Regions from separate parts of the Triticum aestivum genome. Here region 1 is linked to region 2. The links are chromatin contacts, called in public Hi-C maps. All regions are on one chromosome and are shown on one strand. Each heading gives the region's core, a stretch centred on a gene start, on an enhancer-like site or on the middle of the called end of the contact. The rest is flanking DNA. Distances are from core to core; before and after follow the strand shown. Region 1 holds the start of LOC123110518 (syntaxin-51). Region 2 holds the start of LOC123110516.

What was found. Hi-C and Micro-C count contacts between places; a contact is called where the count stands out from the background.
Region 1: a Hi-C map of leaf shows a contact between it and region 2, with 10 times the contacts expected there. The contact joins the promoter of LOC123110518 here to the promoter of LOC123110516 in region 2. A contact is called at or near these places in 2 of 5 Hi-C or Micro-C datasets (both in leaf).

The regions. Positions count from the first base shown.
Region 1 is chr5B:80,568,804-80,575,574 of IWGSC CS RefSeq v2.1, forward strand. LOC123110518 (syntaxin-51) reads left to right here and starts at 4,408. Exons shown (of 7, transcript XM_044531057.1): 1 at 4,408-4,592; 2 at 6,370-6,586. The coding sequence starts at 6,372.
Region 2 is chr5B:80,188,570-80,194,555 of IWGSC CS RefSeq v2.1, forward strand. LOC123110516 reads left to right here and starts at 3,600. Exons shown (of 8, transcript XR_006453447.1): 1 at 3,600-3,946; 2 at 4,241-5,986.

The DNA of each region.
Region 1 (6,771 bases), core at 3,158-5,657, 380 kb after region 2:
AGAAAGAGAATGAAAAGTCATTCCCTATGCCTCAGTCATAGGTTCTATAAAGTATGCTATGCTGTGTACCATACCTATTGTATACCTTGTTCTGAGTTTGGCAAGGGAGTACACTTTTGATCTATGAGTAGATCACTGGACAGCGGTCAAGAATATCCTTAGTGAGGACTAAGGAAATATTTCTCGACTATGGAGGTGATAAAAGAGCTCGTCGTAAAGAGTTACATTGATGCAAGCTATTACACCAATCCAGATGACTCTAAGTCTCAATCTGGATACATATTGAAAGTGGGAGCAATTAGCTAGAGTAGCTCCGTGCAGAGCATTGTAAACATAGAATATTTTGCAAAATACATACGGCTCAGAATGTGACAGACCCGTTGACTAAACTTCTCTCACGAGCAAAACATGATCACACCTTCGTACTCTTTGGGTGTTAATCACATATCGATGTGAACTTGATTATTGACTCTAGTAAACCCTTTGGGTGTTGATCACATGACGATGTGAACTATGGGTGTTAATCACATGCAGATGTGAATGTTAGTATTAAATCACATGGTGATGTGAACTAGATTATTGACTCTAGTGCAAGTGGGAGACTGAAGGAAATATGCCCTAGAGGCAATAATAAAGTTATTATTTGTTTCCTTATTTCATGACAAATGTTTATTATTCATGATAGAATTGTATTAACCGGAAACATAATACATGTGTGAATACATAGACAAACATAGTGTCACTAGTATGCCTCTACTTGACTAGCTCGTTAATCAAAGATGGTTATGTTTCCTATCCATAGACATGAGTTGTCATTTGATTAACGGATCACATCATTTGATTGACTTGACCCATTCCGTTAGCTTAGCACTTGATCGTTTAATATGTTGCTATTGCTTTCTTCATGACTTATACATGTTCCTATGACTATGAGATTATGCAACTCCCATTTACCAGATTAACACTTTGTGTGCTACCAAACATCACAACGTAACTGGGTGATTATAAAGGTGCTCTACAGGTGTCTCCGAAGGTATTTGTTGGGTTGGCGTATTTCGAGATTAGGAGTTGTCACTCCGATTGTCGGAGAGGTATCTCTCGGCCCACTCGGTAATGCACATCACTTAAAGCCTTGCAAGCATTGCAACTAATGAGTTAGTTGTGGGGTGATGTATTATAGAACGAGTAAAGAGACTTGCCGGTAACGAGATTGAACTAGTTATTGAGATACCGACGATCGAATCTCGAACAAGTAACATACCGATGACAAAGGGAACAACGTATGTTGTTATGCGGTCTGACCGATAAAGATCTTCGTAGAATATGTGGGAACCAATATGAGTATCCAGGTTCCGCTATTGGTTATTGACCGGAGACGTGTCTCGGTCATGTCTACATAGTTCTCGAACCCGTAGGGTCTGCATGCTTAAAGTTTCGATGACAGATATATTATGAGTTTATATGTTTTGATGTGCCGAAGTAGTTCGGAGTCCGGATGAGATCGGGGACATGACGAGGAGTCTCGAAATGGTCGAGACGTAAAGATCGATATATTGGACGACTATATTCGGACATCGGAAAGGTTTCGAGTGATTCGGGTATTATCAGAGTACCGGAGATCAGTTACGGGAATTCGCCGGGAATAAGTATTGGGCCTTATTGGGCCATACGGGAATAGAGGAGAGAGGCCAAAAGGAAGGAGGCGCGCACCGCCCCTCTGGTCCGAATTGGACAAGGGGTGCAGCCCCCTTTTCCTTCTCCCTCTCCCCCTCTTTCCTTCTCTCCTACTCCAACAAGGAAAGGAGGAGTCCTACTCCCGGTGGGAGTAGGACTCCCCCCTTGGCGCGCCCTCCTCCTTGGCCGACCGCCTCCCCCCTTGCTCCTTTATATACGGGGGCAGGGGGGCACCCCATAGACACAACAATTGATCATTGATCTCTTAGCCGTGTGCGGTGCCCCCCTCCGCCATATTCCACCTCGATAATATCGTAGCGGTGCTTAGGCGAAGCCCTGCATCGGTAGAACATCATCATCGCCACCACGCCATCATGCTGACGGAACTCTCCCTCAAAGCTCGGCTGGATCGGAGTTCGAGGGACGTCATCGAGCTGAACGTGTGCTGAACTCGGAGGTGCCGTACGTTCGGTACTTGGATCGGTCGGATCGTGAAGACGTACGACTACATCAACCGCGTTGTGCTAACGCTTTCGCTTTCGGTCTACGAGGGTACATGGACACACTCTCCCCTCTCGTTGCTATGTATCACCATGATCCTGTGTGTGCATAGGAAAATTTTGAAATTATTACGTTCCCCAACACACACAAGCAAGCAAGGGATAGAACACAATATAAGCTTGCACAAGTAAAGGTGAGAGATAAACAAAAATGGAGTCGATGGAGACGAGGATGTGTTATCGAAGTTCCTTCCCTTTGAGGGGAAGTACGTCTCCGTTGGAGCGTTGTGGAGTTACAATGCTCCCTAAGAAGCCACTAGGGCCACTGTATTCTCCTCAAGCCCTCACACAATGCGAGATGCCGTGATTCCACTATTGGTGCCCTTGGAGGCGGCGATCGAACCTTTACAAACAAGGTTGGGGCAATCTCCACAACTTAATTGGAGGCTCCCAACGACACCACGAAGCTTCGCCACAATGGACTATGGCTCCGCGGTGACCTCAACCATCTAGGGTGCTCAAACACCCACGAGTAACAAGATCCGCAAGGGATTAGTGGGGGGAATCAAATTTCTCTTGGCGAAAGTGTAGATCGAGGCCTTCTCAACCAATCCCTGGAGAATCAACAAGTTTGATTGGCTAGGGAGAGAGATCTGGCGAAAATGGAGCTTAAAGCAACAATGGAGCTTACGGATGGAAGAGGTGGTCAACTCGGAGAAGAAGACCCGCCTTATATAGTGATAGGACAAATCCAACCGTTACCCACTTATCCAGCTCGCGACATGCGGTACTACCGCACCAGACATGCGGTACTACCGCAAGGGCCTGCGGTACTATAGTGAGGCACTACGGTACTACCGCTTGTGCGACAGGAGCCAGACCAACCCTGTTGCGTTGAAGTAAAGAGCGGTAGAACCGCCGGAGCGGTACTACCACTCGCCCTTGCGGTACTACTGCAAGGCAGGGTTTGTTTGGGCTGGGAAGGCATGGACGAATAAAAATACATCTGTGGCTACTTTCGCTGAGTTTCGATCTGTGCAAAAATCCGACACGGTACTACCACATACAGGGAGCGGTACTACCGTGTAGGGCGCGGATGTAAAAAATTACATCCGCCCCTACTTTCGCCCGTGTTGCTGTGCTGGGCCCGACGCCATGATACTACCGCGCCCGGGAGTGGTACTACCGCAAAGCGCGGTACTACCGCGTCCCTGGTCGGTACTACCGTGGGCCTTTGTGGTACTACTGCTCCCTTGAGCAGTACTACCGCATGCCACATCTCAATAACACTAGGAGTCCTTCATTTTGCAAAGACACGGATAAACGGTCGGTGCTCCAAAGAGGCAAAGGAAAGGTGGTGCAAAGGAATAGACGTGTACGTGTTTATTCCACATTAACCTTTCCAAAGCAGACCCCCTCTTAATAGTACGGCTTTCCTACGACTCAAATCCACCAAAAAGAAACATAGAGAAACGCCGTCTTCACTAAGCTCCCAGGGGCAACGAATCATCTTGTGCCTAAACATGAGATATCTGGAATGCTCAATGCACACGATTAGTCCGAAAATGCATTGTCATCAATCACCAAAACCACATAGGGTGAAAATATGCCCTTACAACTATCTATATCAACATTCCATCCTCTTCACCCAGAGCAATAAGGGATGGAAGGTGGAATGGAGTTGGTAATTCAGAAGTGGACGAAGGCGGGCGACGTTGTGAAGCAGGAGTATTGTGTTCCCACCACTGCCGCCTCAACGGTGGTGTGAGCATCTCCAAGTGAAGTCATCAAATATGGTCAACGAATGTTGGGTGGACACGTCTGGACGTGTCCGCGAACAGCTGCCGACCATCCAACCATATCCATCAAATATGAACCCTCGTTCAAGTGAGAGAGAAGAGAGAAGGGCGGAGAGCAAAAATATTTGGATGTGGTGGGTCCGAGACTGAGTTGGTGTGTCTGAACTATTCCAAAGTTTCCCTAGCTTTCATGTTGGATTGTGTGATTTCAGACATCCGCCCATGTCCGCAAGCATTTGATGATCTGCGATGGATGGATAAAAATGTTCTGACCATCAGATCCAGGGAGGTTTGGTGCAGTTGCCGTGACGGAAAGAAGTCCGAAATCTGCAATGGAGTTGTCCGTCGAGTGGACCCCACCGGCGGAAGGGCCCGGTGGCAGATTAGGCGTGAGCTGGCCCAAAACTGATGTATCGGAGCCTGTCGTTTATATCTCTCTGAAGAATAAAAAACAGTCTGCATTTCGCCTGTTTCTCTTTCCCCCTTTCGCTGATCGCTGGGGCCTCACAATCAATCGGCTACTCTCCTCTCCTCTCGCGCGTGGCGAATTCCCCTCTCCCTCTCTCACGCGGCAGCGACCCCGGAGGCGACGTCGGCGGCCACAGCAGGCTTCTCGCCGGTAAGATCCCCCCCCCCCCCCCCCCCCGCCCCGCCCCCTCCTCTTCCTTCTCCCACCCTTCTCTTAATTTCTAGGGTTCTGTTGTGTGCGCCGTGTCAGGTTCTTAGGGTGGGTAAGTTCGTGATTTCTCATGATGCGGCGGGCGAGAGAGTTGAAATTGAGAGGGATAGATGTATCAGGCAGGAGAGGAAGAGAGAATTAGAGATTCAGAGCTTAGAAATTGATAGTGGATTGATCTTTCCTTTTTGTTCCTGAATGGTATCATCTGTATGAAGTAGGGGCGTAGGTGCTGTATTAGAAACTTGATGGACCAACTTGTAGAAAAAACACTCACCTTAAGCCAGCTTGCATGTTCTCTTCTGATTGGGCAAGAGAAAAGTTTCAGCTTCCACAAGGAATTAAGGATCCAAGGGAACATACAAAACAACTTTGCACAAGCAGCTGCAGTACCAAATCTGCATTAATTAACACGAATCAAGTTTGTACAAGGAGTTAGCAAAATTACGAGCCTGCTTGTTATCTGCTGAAACTTTGTTCTTGCCCAATCACAGTTGATCGTTTGGGCTGTTTACTTCCAGGCACAATCACCTTATTTGTAAAGGGACATTTTGACAGCGCCACTAGTTGACTCTGACGCACATGCATTTGCTAGCTTTTTAGCTTGCACACCCTTCTCAATCTACATGTTTCTGCATTTGCACTGTCTTCTGCTCTGCTGCCAACGAGGACTTCGTCCTCCTCCTATACCCCTGCTCCTGCATCTTATCTCTTGATGCTTGCAAATGGACAAACTTTGTGTGAATCTTTTCCGTTTCCAGTTTTCATGTCATTCATGGAACCATGTTGCAGCAAAGTGAAATATGAAAGGGGATCTGAGGAAACCCATTTGTGGATAATTATACAACTTGCATAGTACTCCCTCCATCCCAAAATAAGTGTCTCAACTTTGTACTAGCTCTAGTACAAATTTGTACTAAGCTCAAGACACTTATTTTGGGATGGAGGGAGTAATAAAGAAGAACTAGTTTGCTTCTGGGGGCTAATTTGATGGAACCAGTTTGCTAGCTTTTTAGCTTACACAGACTTCTCAATCTACATGTTTCTGCAATCGCACCGTCTTCTGCTCTGCTGCTGAAGAGGACATTGTCCTCCTCCTATACTCCTGCTCCTGCATCTTATATCTTGATGCTTGCAAATGGATAAACTTCGTGTGGATCTTTTCCCTTTCCAGTTTTCATGTCATTAATGGAACCATGTCAAAGCAAACTGACAATGAAAGGGGATTGAGAAAACCCATTTGTAGACAATTATGCAACTTGCATAGTAGGAGTAATAAAGAAGAACCAGTTTGCTTCTGGGGCTATTTTGATGGAACCAAGTTAGAATTGAAATATTGCCAGACTGGTCGGACCTGTCCTGCCTAAACGTAACCTTCCAGAGGTGATACATACCCTATGTTTGGTGTTATTTATGGCAGAAATCTGCAAAGATAAGTTTTGGACACACCATACTAAACCTTCAGCAATCTTGCTGTCCATTTAGGGTCCCATGGTTAGGAGTTTGTTTAGTAGGAGCAATATATTCCTGCATGCTGGTCAATCTTAGTTTGGGATCAACCGGTCAACTCCCCATTTTTAATTATGATATTGCACGATAACCGAGTTGTGATATTACCTTGCGCTTGTTTATATGTATCTATCCTGCTAAAGCTTTGTATCCTGCCATAGTTTTTGGTTCTTACTTGACAGTTATGCTAATACTATTTTGAATGAACCAGAAATGGCATCATCTTCGGACCCATGGATGAAAGAGTACACTGAAGCATCTAAGCTTGTTGATGATATAAGTTCCATGATTGCCGATAGAAGTTCACTTCCACAATCAGGCCCCGAAATTATGCGCCACACATCAGCCATCCGGAGAAAAATAACCATTCTTGGGACTAGACTGGATAGCTTGGTGACATTGTTGTCCAGGATTCCGCCAAAGTCACTGTATGTTTTGACTACTTTCATCTTTATATAATGTATACTGAAGATCACTAGAGTTCTTACATTACTGCAATATTTGTTGACTCGGAAATCTTGAAATTTTGTTTTGGAAGTTACAAAGGAACATAGGACAGTATAATATCAGAGAATTTGTATGGACTGTTAAGTAATCCATTGTTGCATGTTTG
Region 2 (5,986 bases), core at 2,350-4,849:
GTCACCAAGAAAGATCATACATCTTCCTGATTGGGGGGACATGCCCCTGGAAGATGGGAGCCACCCAGGCGCATGAGAATCAAGGACGGTGACTCGAAGAAAAAAAGGAAGTAAGAAAAGTAAGACAAAGGGAAACTATCCTCAAAATCCTTACACGTATAATCTGCAAGGAGCTTTTCTAAAATGTCATCTAGGGCCTTCGCCTCTCAAAAGTGAGAAGAAAGTGCCGATTCCAGATGAGATTGAGGAAAAGATCAACGAACTAGAAACAATTTTATAAGGCTTGTGTTCATCCTATTGGAGAAGGTAACCATGCCTACTAGATGATGAGTAATAACATCCAATAGAGAGTCCATATACTTTATGGTATAATTTATTTCCTTATTAAAGTTTTTCTTGAGCTATGAGGAAACACAACATTTCTCATAAAAGTTGTCTCCCAACAACAAGGGGAGATTATGGAGATGTTTGCGTGATTCTCGATTGGGCATGGCCATTGCATGAAACTAGAAGAATGGCCAAAAGCCTGCAGATAAGAAGAAGGAAGATCACCATCTAAGCCTAAGGAAACTTAGGCCTCCTTTCATAGGTATTTTGTAGGAATTCTAAAGGATAGGAACTTGAATTTTGTAGGAATTCTAAAGGATAGGAAGTTTGTAGGAAAAAAAATCTTTTGGGGCCTTTTGGTTTGCAGGAATGGATTCCTATTCCTATGTAGGATAGGAATCAATTTTGCATCTCAAAAGGAAAAAAAGAATGGATTCCTATTCCTATGTAGGATAGGAATCAATCCTCCACATTTTAAAGGGGAAAAAATAGCCTAGACTCAATGAAAAAATGCATGTCCTATGCATCAAATGACATATCTTTCCCTATAGGAAATGAGATGCATGTCATCTCACTTCCTAAGATTTTCCTATTCTATACTATTCCTATCCTATCAACCAAAGAAGGCCTTAGGTATTAGGATCCCATTGGCTTTATTGTAAGCTTGGGGGAGATCATGAGAAACCTTGTATCCCTAATGTTTTTTTTGCATGTTTACTTTCTGCAAATCAAGTTAGTTTACTTTTAGTGTTAGTTTATTTTCAATTTTACATAATAAATTGCAATGTTAGCTATCTATGAGTAAGAGAGGAATTACTTATCTGATGTTTAGTTTGTCTTAATGATGAATGATCATACTGGGACATTTTGGTATTTTTATTAGTTGTATAAATTAGGTTGAGTTTTACCATACTTGTAACTTTCTGGTGACTATATGTTTTTCCACACCACTAGTGTTGATTTGCAAAATGTAGGTCTTCAACCCTAGATGTTAGATATTTTTTGTTCAGTTAGCTTATAGAAAGAGAAAGAAAAGAAAAAATAAAACAACAAAAGGTTGGAAATAAATTTTGCAAAAAATATATATTTTTGGAAAAGAACGAGTAGCAAGTAGAGGTGGAACTCTCAAACCATAAAAGTACGTGTTGTTTCATACTCTGTTTTGAAGTTAGCGCTCATCGTGATCAGTAGTTTTAATTTCCCTTATAAGCGAGAATAATTAACCGTCATACAATATGACCGATTGTGATGGAATTTCAAGTACAAGTATGATCTAGTGGGAAATGGAGATGGTGGCTATTGCCCGGAGATGACTGCTATGGCGGTGCAGAACGGATTTTTCTACTTCATACCTACACAATTAGGATTTGATGAAATAGCTGGGTTTTTTTTATTTGATTCAGATATTGTCCATCTTTATCTTTGGTTTTCTCCTCAATCTATCTCCATTGGATGGACTTATTGAAGAATCATACTCCCTCCATCTCAAAATAAGCGTCTTAATTTTATACTAACTTTACTAAAAAGTTATACTAAGCTTGAGACACTTATTTTGGGACGGAGGGAGTATCTAATCTCCCCATTGTGGTCAGGATCCCATGAACCAGGAGCCCCAAAACCGATTCCTCGTTCGTCCTACTGGAGGCATGGTCATGGGCTCATGGCTTTCATTCATTCATTTCATTCTTTGTTCTATTGTGGAATCGAACCACTAGCATTCAATGGATTTCTAGTCCTTTTGTCCAAAGGATTTAAAGTCCTTTTACCAACCAGTCAGAACTAATATTTCTCTATTATATTATGTTTTTCCTTTATCAGCTTAGTCAGCTAGTTGGATTTCGGGTCCAATGCGCTAACACTTTCTTTAGTGTTGTTGCTCTTTCTCCGGGCTTTGACCATGTATCACGCAGGGCGATGGAGTTGATGAAGAGTCAAAGAGGTCAACTGGAGTTCTTCCTCTTCTTTATATAGCGCAGACATCTGTAATAGGTTTCAGGGGCACATCGTGTGCTTAATTTGACTTCTTGGAGTCGATTCCGGGTGGTATGATTGTTTGTATGAGCATGCCTGCTCGTATCACATTTTTGCTCTATCTTTTAGAGACGCCTCTGTCGAACTTCTTTATATGGATTTGTTCCTCTCTTCAAGTACTTTCCAAATGTGGCCTTGTTTTCTACATATTAGGGTTCTATCTGCAAAAAAACATTAAGACAAGGAGATCTACACATTTGTGCAATTATTAGTGATTAGTAGGCAAGTTGAAGTGATAACCATAGTAGAAAAAAAACTATGAATATCAAGTTTAAAAATACCAGCCCTTGACCCCAGTACCCCCGACTCCATCCCTAGCTCCGGACTTTCTCCGGGGTATACTCATCCAACTCGGCCTACCAGGCCTGATTCTAGAGCCCATTCCCCAAAGTTGCCACGTCCAAGATCCGGAAGACTAAGACAGAGCCAAAGTGCAAATTATTCTCTTGGTTGTGTGCGTGACGTGGGCCATAGGATCTTTTTTGCCGCATGTGCACAAGACCTCGGAAAGTGCAACCCACCTATGAAAGGATTGTCCCTTCTCCGCAACAGTTGAATGCCTCATCTTGTTTTTGGGACGTCGCCCAGATCCCGGCCGGTTCCTCGAGTGATATCAACGCCGTCGATGATCGATGGGGCGAGCCTAGTGGTCACCCAGGAGTGGCCGACGTGTAATCTAGGACCCTCTTAGCTCGCGAACGTTCGCTGGGAAGGAGTGGCATTTCGAACGATTTCATTGGCAGTTTTAGATGCGAGGGAATGACAACTTCAAAACAATATGACAGTTTCTTCGGAAGAAAGCATTTTCGTTTAAAACCACCACCGTTTAATCTCGCGAATCAACTAAAGCTAACAAGAAAAGGTGTTCGCTTGCCATCCCCTCACAGCTGACGTTCGTCAGATAACATTACCGTAATTCTAACGGGTCATACATAGTTATATTTCTTCTTCTAAACGAAAAAGACAACGTTTCTGTCGGTTTTGGCCAAGGGTCGGCAGTCTTCATCTTTGACAATAGACCCATTTCTTAACCTTATTATAGTTAAAGAGAAGGCAAATTCTTCTTCCTTTACTTCTCTCTCCTTCGACGCACGCTTCTTTTGGCGGCAGTTCCTTCGAACGCACGTCCTTGTTGCAGTGCGAAGCCAGCCAGGCAACGATCCAACAGCCGACCTAGAGAGACAGACACATCACATTACCTGGCCCCGCCGGCAAATCCATCCAGCCGAGCACAACACGCCCGCATCGGGCGCAACCGGGAACGAACCCACTTTCCATCCCCTTCCCCGTGTCCTATTTGGCGTTCGTTCCGTTTCGTTCTGCTGCCGCGTTCCTCTCTCCCTCCCCAGTCCCCACCCTTTCCTCCCTCCCACCACCAAATTCCCAGGCGATTTGATCCTCCCCCGCGCGGCGCCAATCCGCTAATGCGCTTGGGCCCGCCCCGTCGGCGAGATCGGCGCCGGCGTCCCCGTCCCATTTGCCGCGCCGACCTCACCGCCGGCGAGGCGAGGCGGGGCGGGCCCCCCTTGCTCGGCCGCCGGCGCGCTCGCTCGGCGGCGAGGCGGTCCCGCGCTGATTGAACCCTCAGGTGAGGAACCCTAGCTTGATTTGGTTTTCATAGGAGCGGTACGCTTCGTCCTGGTCTGTACTGTTGTCGGTAGGATCTTTTCGGGATTTTTTTGTGTGTGGCTCTGACCAGTCGAATCCAACTGATGAGCTAATTTGATCATTAATTCTTCTTCGGCTCGCAATACCGATCGCCTATGAACATTGTACACAGCGAGATTTTTTTTTCAGTTCGTTTCGACCTCTCTTTGTCTGTTTTGTTGCGGGGATGGTAGAGAGATCACAGATGTTCACCGTGTTTTCTTATTCATGGCAGCTACGCTTTGCTCGAGAAGGAGCGGAGCCAGGGTCTACATTAGGGGAAACCACTGCTTTTGTCTTAAAGAGAAGAGATGAATGAATAGTTCGGTGTTTCAAGATATAGCAATTAGCTCCAGTCCTGCACTGTTCAAGGACAAGGAGGAGGAGCTTCCAGCAAAACCACCATTGCTCCGTGTTGCTTCAGATGAACAGCCAAGTTGGGCCCAATAACCACAAGAACTTGAATGTGGTCTATCAGGATCTCACCACGATTCTTGGTCTTGGCAGGTTTGACTCCGGCAACCTTACTGCCAGTTTGCCTCTGAAATATGATATGGATCCGGCAAATTTGGTGCGTACGAGGACCATACGCTCTGAGAATGGACTCAAACCAGCTGAGCATTCAAGTGACAATCTACAAGATATGTCGTCTCCCTGCGAAAGCCCACATGCTGGAAAAGTCAAGTTCATGTGTAGCTTTGGTGGGAAAATCCTGCCTAGGCCTAGTGATGGGGTGCTCAGATATGTAGGTGGGGAAACACGTCTCATATCGATACCCAGAAACTTCTCATGGAAGGAACTTGTGCATAAAACCCTCTCGCTCTACAACCAGCCTCATACCATCAAGTATCAGCTTCCTGATGAGGACCTTGATGCTCTGATTTCTCTTTCATGTGAAGAGGATCTTCAGAATATGATGGAAGAATACTACAGTCTTGAAAAGGCCAATGGCTCACCGAGACTTCGGATATTTCTTGTCTCCCCAAATGATTGTGAGGAGACATCGTTAAGTGCAAGAAGTTTAGAAAGTGAGCCAGAATATCATTTTGTTGTTGCTGTGAACAATCTCTCACAACTGGAGCAGAGCACCAGCGGCAACAGTTTGGTGAGCCAGTTGAGCCAACAGTTGGATAGTTCCCTACTCCCCTGCAGAGACTCAACTGCATGTCAAACAGATATAGAAAGTGGAGGTAAAGCTTTGGCTGGAACAGCCTTAAATGAGTCTTCCTCTCAGTTTTTTCTTGCTCCATACTCACAACAAATGGTGGCTGAGTCAGCAGCAACTTCCTCCCCAGGCTTAAATCGACAGAGGATGTCTTTGAATCAGTCTAGGCTGCGGATGTCTGCAGACAAACTAACAACGAATCAAGAACATGAACACAAATATGAAGTTAGCAATGGATCACATTTGAAAGCCATGCTTCCAGACCATCAAGATAAGACTCAAAGCGATGCAGACACAGGTGTTGGAATTGGATCAACCATGCACAATATTCAAATTCAAAGGCAGGCAAAAGATTTGGGTATACCTCGAAACGAGAGTTACGTGAGTTCACATACAAACTATGATAAGTCTACTCCAATGGAAATGCCCTTCTATTCTGAAAAGGTGTGCGTGCATCCGGAAGCTGCTAGTTGGCTATCTGGTATGCATGAATACACTGGTCAAATTCATGGCATGCCGCATGCCTTTTCTGATCCTTTGCTAAATGATCGCACTGAACAACCTGCATCCAATTTGTCTTTAACTTTTGATTCCTACATACCCCCTTCATTTTCCCAGACAATGTGTCAAGCTAATGCGCTGGAGAGAACAATAAGCGGGGCTAGGCCAGATCTTCTATGTGCTAAGCCACCTGAGATTACTCGTATGGATGAACCAAATTACCTTGTTTCTAGTCATACCGACCAGCGGTATGATCAAGGAGTTCCTGGTGGAGCCAGTTTTGAGGCAGCTGTATATTACCAACAAGACAGTTTG